Regions from separate parts of the Mus musculus genome. Here region 1 is linked to region 2. A link is a contact called in public HiChIP or PLAC-seq data. All regions are on one chromosome and are shown on one strand. Each heading gives the region's core, a stretch centred on a gene start, on an enhancer-like site or on the middle of the called end of the contact. The rest is flanking DNA. Distances are from core to core; before and after follow the strand shown.

Region 1 (3,176 bases), core at 539-3,038, 540 kb before region 2:
ACCAAGTGTGGGGTCCGGGGAGTGGGGCGGAATGCAGAGTGGGATAGAGCGTGGGTTTCAGTCTGGAAGGCTTGTGTCCCAGGCAGTGTTAGCACACACACCCTTGCTTGGTTGTAATGACCTTGTATCCGTTGAACTCCCTAGAACCTCTTTCCATGTTAACCCCCGCAGCCCCCAGGGAGGCTATGAGATCAACGCTGTTCTCTATGCGCTGTCTGCCTCGCTTCCCTGTGTTGACACTTGCACCGATGGCACGGAAACAGCGCCATGTGCATGAGTTACTTCAAGAAGTGGCACCAGTGTATAGTGGCGGTCATCATGTTTCCCACCACCTGGCTGGCAGTATGTTGCATTTAAAAAAAATATGCTGATGAAGCAACACAGATTATCTATTTTTTTTCTCAGTCCTCACTGCCTTGTATCTCCAAAATTCTGAGAAATGCCCACAGGTCGTTTCCATCACATACAAAACTGATCACGTGCACAGTGGGTTGTGTGAGAGCTGAACCTGGCCACTGTATTAATGGAGCATTGTTTTTATTTGAAAGAGTGACTGACAGACAAACTACTGTTATTCTGACTATGGTATTTGGTCGGCATTTTCTCAAAAATGATTGAAGCGAACCTGTCATCTCAACAAAAACAACTGGAGGTGTTTGTTGCCAATGATGGAATTTGAACCTTCCAGTGAAAATGAGAATCTGGGAACTTTGCGCATACCCTTGAGAGTTTGACAGTTTCTCAATAGACTTCTGTGATGAGTTCAGTGCTGCTATTAACAGATATAATTTTTATATTGTATAATGGAATATGTTAACATTTCCAAGAGCTATATGTCAGTGAATTAATAATTTTTTTTGAGGACCAACGTAGCACGCTGAGGTGAAGGAATCATTGAGAGCCCTGGACACACCCGTGTTTTACTGCATTAAAACATGCATGCTTAGTTGATACTGATCCAAATTCTACATTTTGTCTGACTTTTTTTTTTTTTTTTTTTTTTTTTTGGTTTTTTGAGGCAGGGTTTCTCTGTGTAGCCGTGGCTGTCCTGGAACTCACTCTGTAGACCAGGCTGGCCTCAAACTCAGAAATCCGCCTGCCTCTGCCTCCCAAGTCCTGGGATTAAAGGTGTGTGCCACCACACCCGGCTCTTGCCTGGCTTTTTAAGAAATAACCACTTATTGAGCTACAGAGTACTAGAAAGCTCTACGTGTGTATGTGTGCACATGCATTCATCCATGCATATTTGTGTCTGTGTGGTTGTGTGTGTATGGAGTATGTATGCAAGCACATGGGAATGCATATGTCAGTGTACACATGTGTAGACACAAGAGAAGGATGCTGGGTATACTCCTGCATCACGGTCTACCTTATTCCTTTGAGACAGCATTCTTTCAGTGAACAGGGGGATAACCCCAGTGTCTCCACACCCTCCCTCCACCACTGGCGTGACCGGTGTGCTTGGCCATGCTCAGCTATGTTGCGGTAAATCTCCAACCCAACTATGCCCTGGCAATGAAAACACGACTCAGTTAATATGAATACATGCTGTGCGCCTAGATTGAGCAGATCTTCCGCAACACTACCATCTTCTCCATCTATGAGACCCCTTAGAACTTGCAGTTTCTCTAGGCCGTGTGCTTCTGCTCCGCTTCTCCTCTTCTTCCTCCTCCTCTGTGTCCTCTCCCTCTTCCAGTTTTTCCTTCTTCTCTCTCAACTTTTCACTCCACCTTCCCTTTTTCTGCCCAATCATCAGCTCTCCTTTATTTTACAAATTAAGGTGGGAAGCAGGTTTTCCGGAAATCACCTGAGTGCTGACTCACTCCTTGTTCGCAGCCCCTCACAGGAGAACAGAATCAACATCAAATACAATAAAACCGCAGCACTGCTATTTACTTGGGTGCTAGGGGTCTTGAAGTCAGGCTCTTACGCTTTCATGGCAAGCACTGTGCCCACCTAGCCACCTTGTTTGCCCTAGTGTAGAGTGACTTTAGAGGGAATGTCTTTGATCAGATGACATAGCTATTGCAGTGGCTCTTGCTTTTGCACCTCCTTAACAGCAGGAAGCCCAACTTTTCTTTAGGTCCCAAACCATATCTCCTCAAAGGGAATTCTAAGGGAGCCATGCAAGCCAAACTATAACTTAGTAGGCAATATATTTCAGAGACTTGCAAAAATATAAAATCATGGTAGGTTTTTCACTATTGTTTCATTGCTAAAATTTGTTTTCATAAAAATGTAGTGGATTTACTGTTGTTATTTTTAAATGAATTAATTTTTAATCGTTTTCTTAGTTTTAGTGATCATTCCTAGCATGGTATTAATAGGTAGGGTATTCACCACCAGACACTTATTAGGTTCTAAGGATTTGAGAGCATAAAGAAATCCTGAAAGCACAGTTAGAGAACCACTGCTCTCCAGAGTTCCCAGCATGCCTAGCCAGTGCGTAGCAGTAGCATGGGGTATTGATCAGTTGTGGCCCTTGCCCATGGAACCAGTGGTTTCTTAAATTTAAGCAGGGACAGGAGAAAAGGCTCAGTAGCTCCCAGCGCTCACTGCCCTTTCAGAGAACCTGAGATCAGTGCCCAGCACTCCTGCTAGGCAGCTCACAAAGCTCTCTAACTCAAGTCCAAGGGATCCGACACCCTTTTCTGGCCTCCAGGGGCACCAGTACACTTGCAGCAAGTACACAAGTAAGATAAAACAAAGTCTTTTTAAAAATGAAACAGTTTCTTCAGATGTGAGAACTACTGGGACAGTGCTTGTAGGGCACCTGGCCCACTGGAGGGGGGGTGGGGTTCTAAACACAACTGGTGGCCCTGCCAATTCTTGAAGAATGAGTAAGAGTTTATGCAGGCAGAAAATAGAGTTGTTGCTCTGGCTATAAGGAAAAAGTATGTGCCAAGTGTCCATGTGCGCCATCTTCTCCAAACACATTGCAGGAGTAAGAGAAGGGGTAGATAGAGCAGGAGAACAGGGTGAAGTAGGAATGGTGACATGAAGCTTGACGAGATGACCGCAGCATCACAAAGAACCTGGTGAGGTCAGGAGTTAAACCCTTCTTTTGGAGAACAAGGGATATTCAGGCAAGAGACAGCCATTCACTTACATATTAGACACATCTCTCTGGTCGCCAAGAATGGGAGACACGTTAGAATTCATTGCAACAAACTGAT
Region 2 (3,165 bases), core at 588-3,087:
CAGTGGTGTCCGTTGGTTTTATGAGACACTATATAATAGAAAGTATTGCTATTTTTAAAACGAATCAAATAAATTAACATCTTAAAAAGAATTTCTTTACCTGTGTGTACAAGGCCCAAGTGGAGGTCAGAAGAAACTTGGAGTTACTTCTCCCCCAGTAGGTGAGTCCTAGAGATCCAACTCCAGTCAGTCACCAGGATCAAGGCAAACCAGCCAAGCCAGCCAAGCCATCTTCCCCACCCCAAGTGTGAGTGTGTGTGTGTGTGTGTGAGTGAGAAATGGAATCAGTAATGAAATCCACATTGGATTCATTAGCTATCCTTTTTGTTTGTTTTTGCAAAGTGCTTAGAGAAAATAGGCAGCTAGACATTGTGGAGAAATGCAAAAAAAAAAAAAAAAAAAAAAAAAAGCTATTGTGTTCTGCAGCCCCAAATGGACAGTTTCTTTGGAGAATAAAATTAAAAATCACCCCCTCCCGTCCCCTTTTTACTTCTAAATCTTGCTGAGTAGGACTAACCCGGGCTGCCCCTGAACTTGAGCCAATTCTCCAAGTTCCTCGGATTCGGTTGTCTGTGTGTGACGGGTTCTTGTGTAGCCCACGCTGGCACACAGCTCCCTATTTAGCCAAGGATGCCCTGAGCCCCTAAACCAGAGTGCTGGGGTGTCACAAGAGTACTGCCACACTCAGCTTATGTTTATGGTGTGTGTGTGTGTGTGTGTGTGTGTGTTTAATTTTTATTTATATTTGTGGGGTTTTTGTTTTTTGTTTTGTTTGAGACAGGGTTTCTCTGTGTAGTTATGGCTGTCCTAGAAATCTCTAGATAGACCAGGCTGGCCTCTAGCTCAGAGATCTACCTGCCTCCTGACCCCTGCCCTCTGCCCTCTGCCCCCTGCCCCCTTGCCTCCTGCCTCCTGCCTTTTGAGTGCAGGGACTAAAGGCATATCCTGTTTTACTTTTAAAACATAATCCATTTTGACCGCTAAGTACAGCTCTTGCTGTTGCTGTTATCACCTATTTACTGTGCACATGAGTCCATGTGTGCATGGCATGGTGCAGTTGTCAGAGGACAATGCTGCAGTTGAGGCTGGGTTTCTCCTGTTTATGCCACATAAGCCAGGAAGGCTGACCCAGGCTAGTTATCCTGCCTCTACCTCCCATATCTCCATGGGAGCGCACAGTTTACAGAAGTGCCCTGCAGCAGATGGCCGTCTGCGTGCACTCCCGGGATGCAAACCCGGGTGATCAGGGCTTGGACAGCAAGTGCTTTCTTTACCTGTCGAGCCATCTCCCTGGCCCAGTGTCCTGTTTCTAACCTTTTCTTTCATCAAGTACCACTCAGTAAACAAATGGGATACGAAGTTCAGTTCCGAACTCTTTTTAATTGAAATGAGGAAGGGTGGTGTTTAATCTGTGACTTGTCTATCACGGTGACACTTGGGATCGATATGGCCGATGCTCCTTTACAGAGCAGTGAGCAAAGCCCCGGGGACAAAGCCTTCCTTTTAATAGGCTGTGAGGTTGGTTGTGAGAGTGGCGGTCAGCTGGGTGGTGTGTGGAGCCAGAGTCCCGAGACCCTAGCAAGCCAGCACGTGGTCATAGAATCCTTGCTGTGTGTGGCGTTAGATTTCTTGGCCAGTAAATAACATGAAATTTTTTCAATAATTACTGTAACTTTGAGAATGTGCCCCTCTATAGGTTCTTCCTTACCCGTCTGGATCATTGTACCCCGACACTTGATATATGCAGTTTGTATTGGTGGCCACATAGAGAGTGAGCTTTGAGATGCAAATGTTCCGGTCTCAATTAAATGCCTTTGGTGTGCATTCACACCCAGTCCCTTTGCTTTCTCTTACTGAACCAATAGAACACAGTACTGGGGTAGTGTATCTCTCCAGCGACACGCCTACAGAAGCAGTGAGGTAATTATTCCTCTTCTTAAACTCTTAGCTTGGGACACCTCTGAGGAATGGCTTTATTTCTCCTTACTGAATAAAGCTTTTACAAATACAGAAACCCACCTTTCACTCTCAGGCAGCTCCAGTCACAGAGAAGTGTATGGGTAAAAACTGTATTTCTTCGAAGTTCATGCCTCCAAGTGGGAATCGCCCCTGGCCTGGGTTTGGATGTGGACAGGACTTGTCTGTGAAGCCCTCTGCCTCTGTCCTTAGGGAACTTGGGAATTTCCCATCTCATTCAGCCCCACAAAGGCTAGTGAGATATTCATTCTCATTTTCTCTCTCTCTCTCTCTCTCTCCTCTCCCCCCCCCCCCCCGTGTTGACTCTGTCTGGATTGTGTAAGGGGCTACTAGTAATAGGCAAAGGCGCAGATACTCCTAAAAAGAAAGGGCTGGGAGGTCTGCAGGCTCCTGAAAACCAGAGAGGAACTGACTGACCTTTGCTGCAAAGTGAGTTGGTAGTCACATGGCTGAAAAACCGCGTTGGATTTATGAGCTAAAACTCTGGGATGATCTTTTAGATGTCCTGCCTTCTTGTTTGCACGCATGGGATACACAGAGAATCCAATGTGTTTTGTGTTTTAGATATCCCTGGGAAGATTCCAGTTGGGGCCCTGTGTTTTGTTAAAGCGACAGAGCTCCTGTCTTCTTTCTCTAGGCATGGCTGGGATGGAGAGGTTCCAGTGGGGCCTGTCTACTGTTAGAGACTGCCAACCAACTCACCCAGGGCTCACTCTTGCTTTACCTGGGCCTATCTCTTCTTTTTCATCAATAAGATGGTTTCAGAGGATAACTTCTGAAGTCTGTGTTTCCCTGCCCAATGCTGAGACCTGTCTGTCTGTCTGTCTGTCTGAAAACCCAGACAAGTTTGATTTCCTGTGGAATGGTTTGTTTAGTGGCATGATTGGAGATAAGTTTTGATCTATGGCCACATAGGGGTATAAGGTATAATAAACTAATAATAAATTGGCATTTTTCAGTGACCTAGAGCCTCCATAGCTACTTTTTATAAAATGCCCAAGTGAAAAACTGATCAGAAATTGATCTTTTCAACTTGGTCATTTCATGGGTAATTAGACTGTAGATACACAGTAATTACTGGTATATTAATTTGAATGGTTGCTTTGGCCTTTCCCACATGTCCTGAAAGAAGACGGTGTTGAGGCTCCAGCTTACTGTGTGTCTATTTAAAGTAAAATATTTCTCAGT

Evidence for each region. HiChIP or PLAC-seq counts read pairs in DNA pulled down with a chosen protein or histone mark.
Region 1: an H3K27ac HiChIP or PLAC-seq map of embryonic stem cells shows a contact between it and region 2, with 2.9 times the contacts expected there. The contact joins two enhancer-like sites. A contact is called at or near these places in 1 of 484 Hi-C or Micro-C datasets (bone marrow-derived macrophages) and 2 of 115 datasets of contacts at active chromatin or transcription factors (both in embryonic stem cells).

What each region holds. Positions count from the first base shown.
Region 1 is chr12:99,764,808-99,767,983 of GRCm38.p6, reverse strand. The region is part of intron 5 of Efcab11 (EF-hand calcium binding domain 11); the gene reads left to right. Among named protein-coding and RNA genes, the nearest start is that of Efcab11, 120 kb to the left of the region's middle. Within about 2 kb of position 1,788, at least 6 of the 459 cell types and tissues checked have an H3K27ac peak or open chromatin away from gene starts, as enhancers often do. A contact at or near this core is called in embryonic stem cells, where this site is marked.
Region 2 is chr12:99,228,888-99,232,052 of GRCm38.p6, reverse strand. All of the region lies in intron 4 of Foxn3 (forkhead box N3), which reads left to right. Among named protein-coding and RNA genes, the nearest start is that of 4930474N09Rik, 68 kb to the right of the region's middle. Within about 2 kb of position 1,837, at least 23 of the 459 cell types and tissues checked have an H3K27ac peak or open chromatin away from gene starts, as enhancers often do. A contact at or near this core is called in embryonic stem cells, where this site is marked.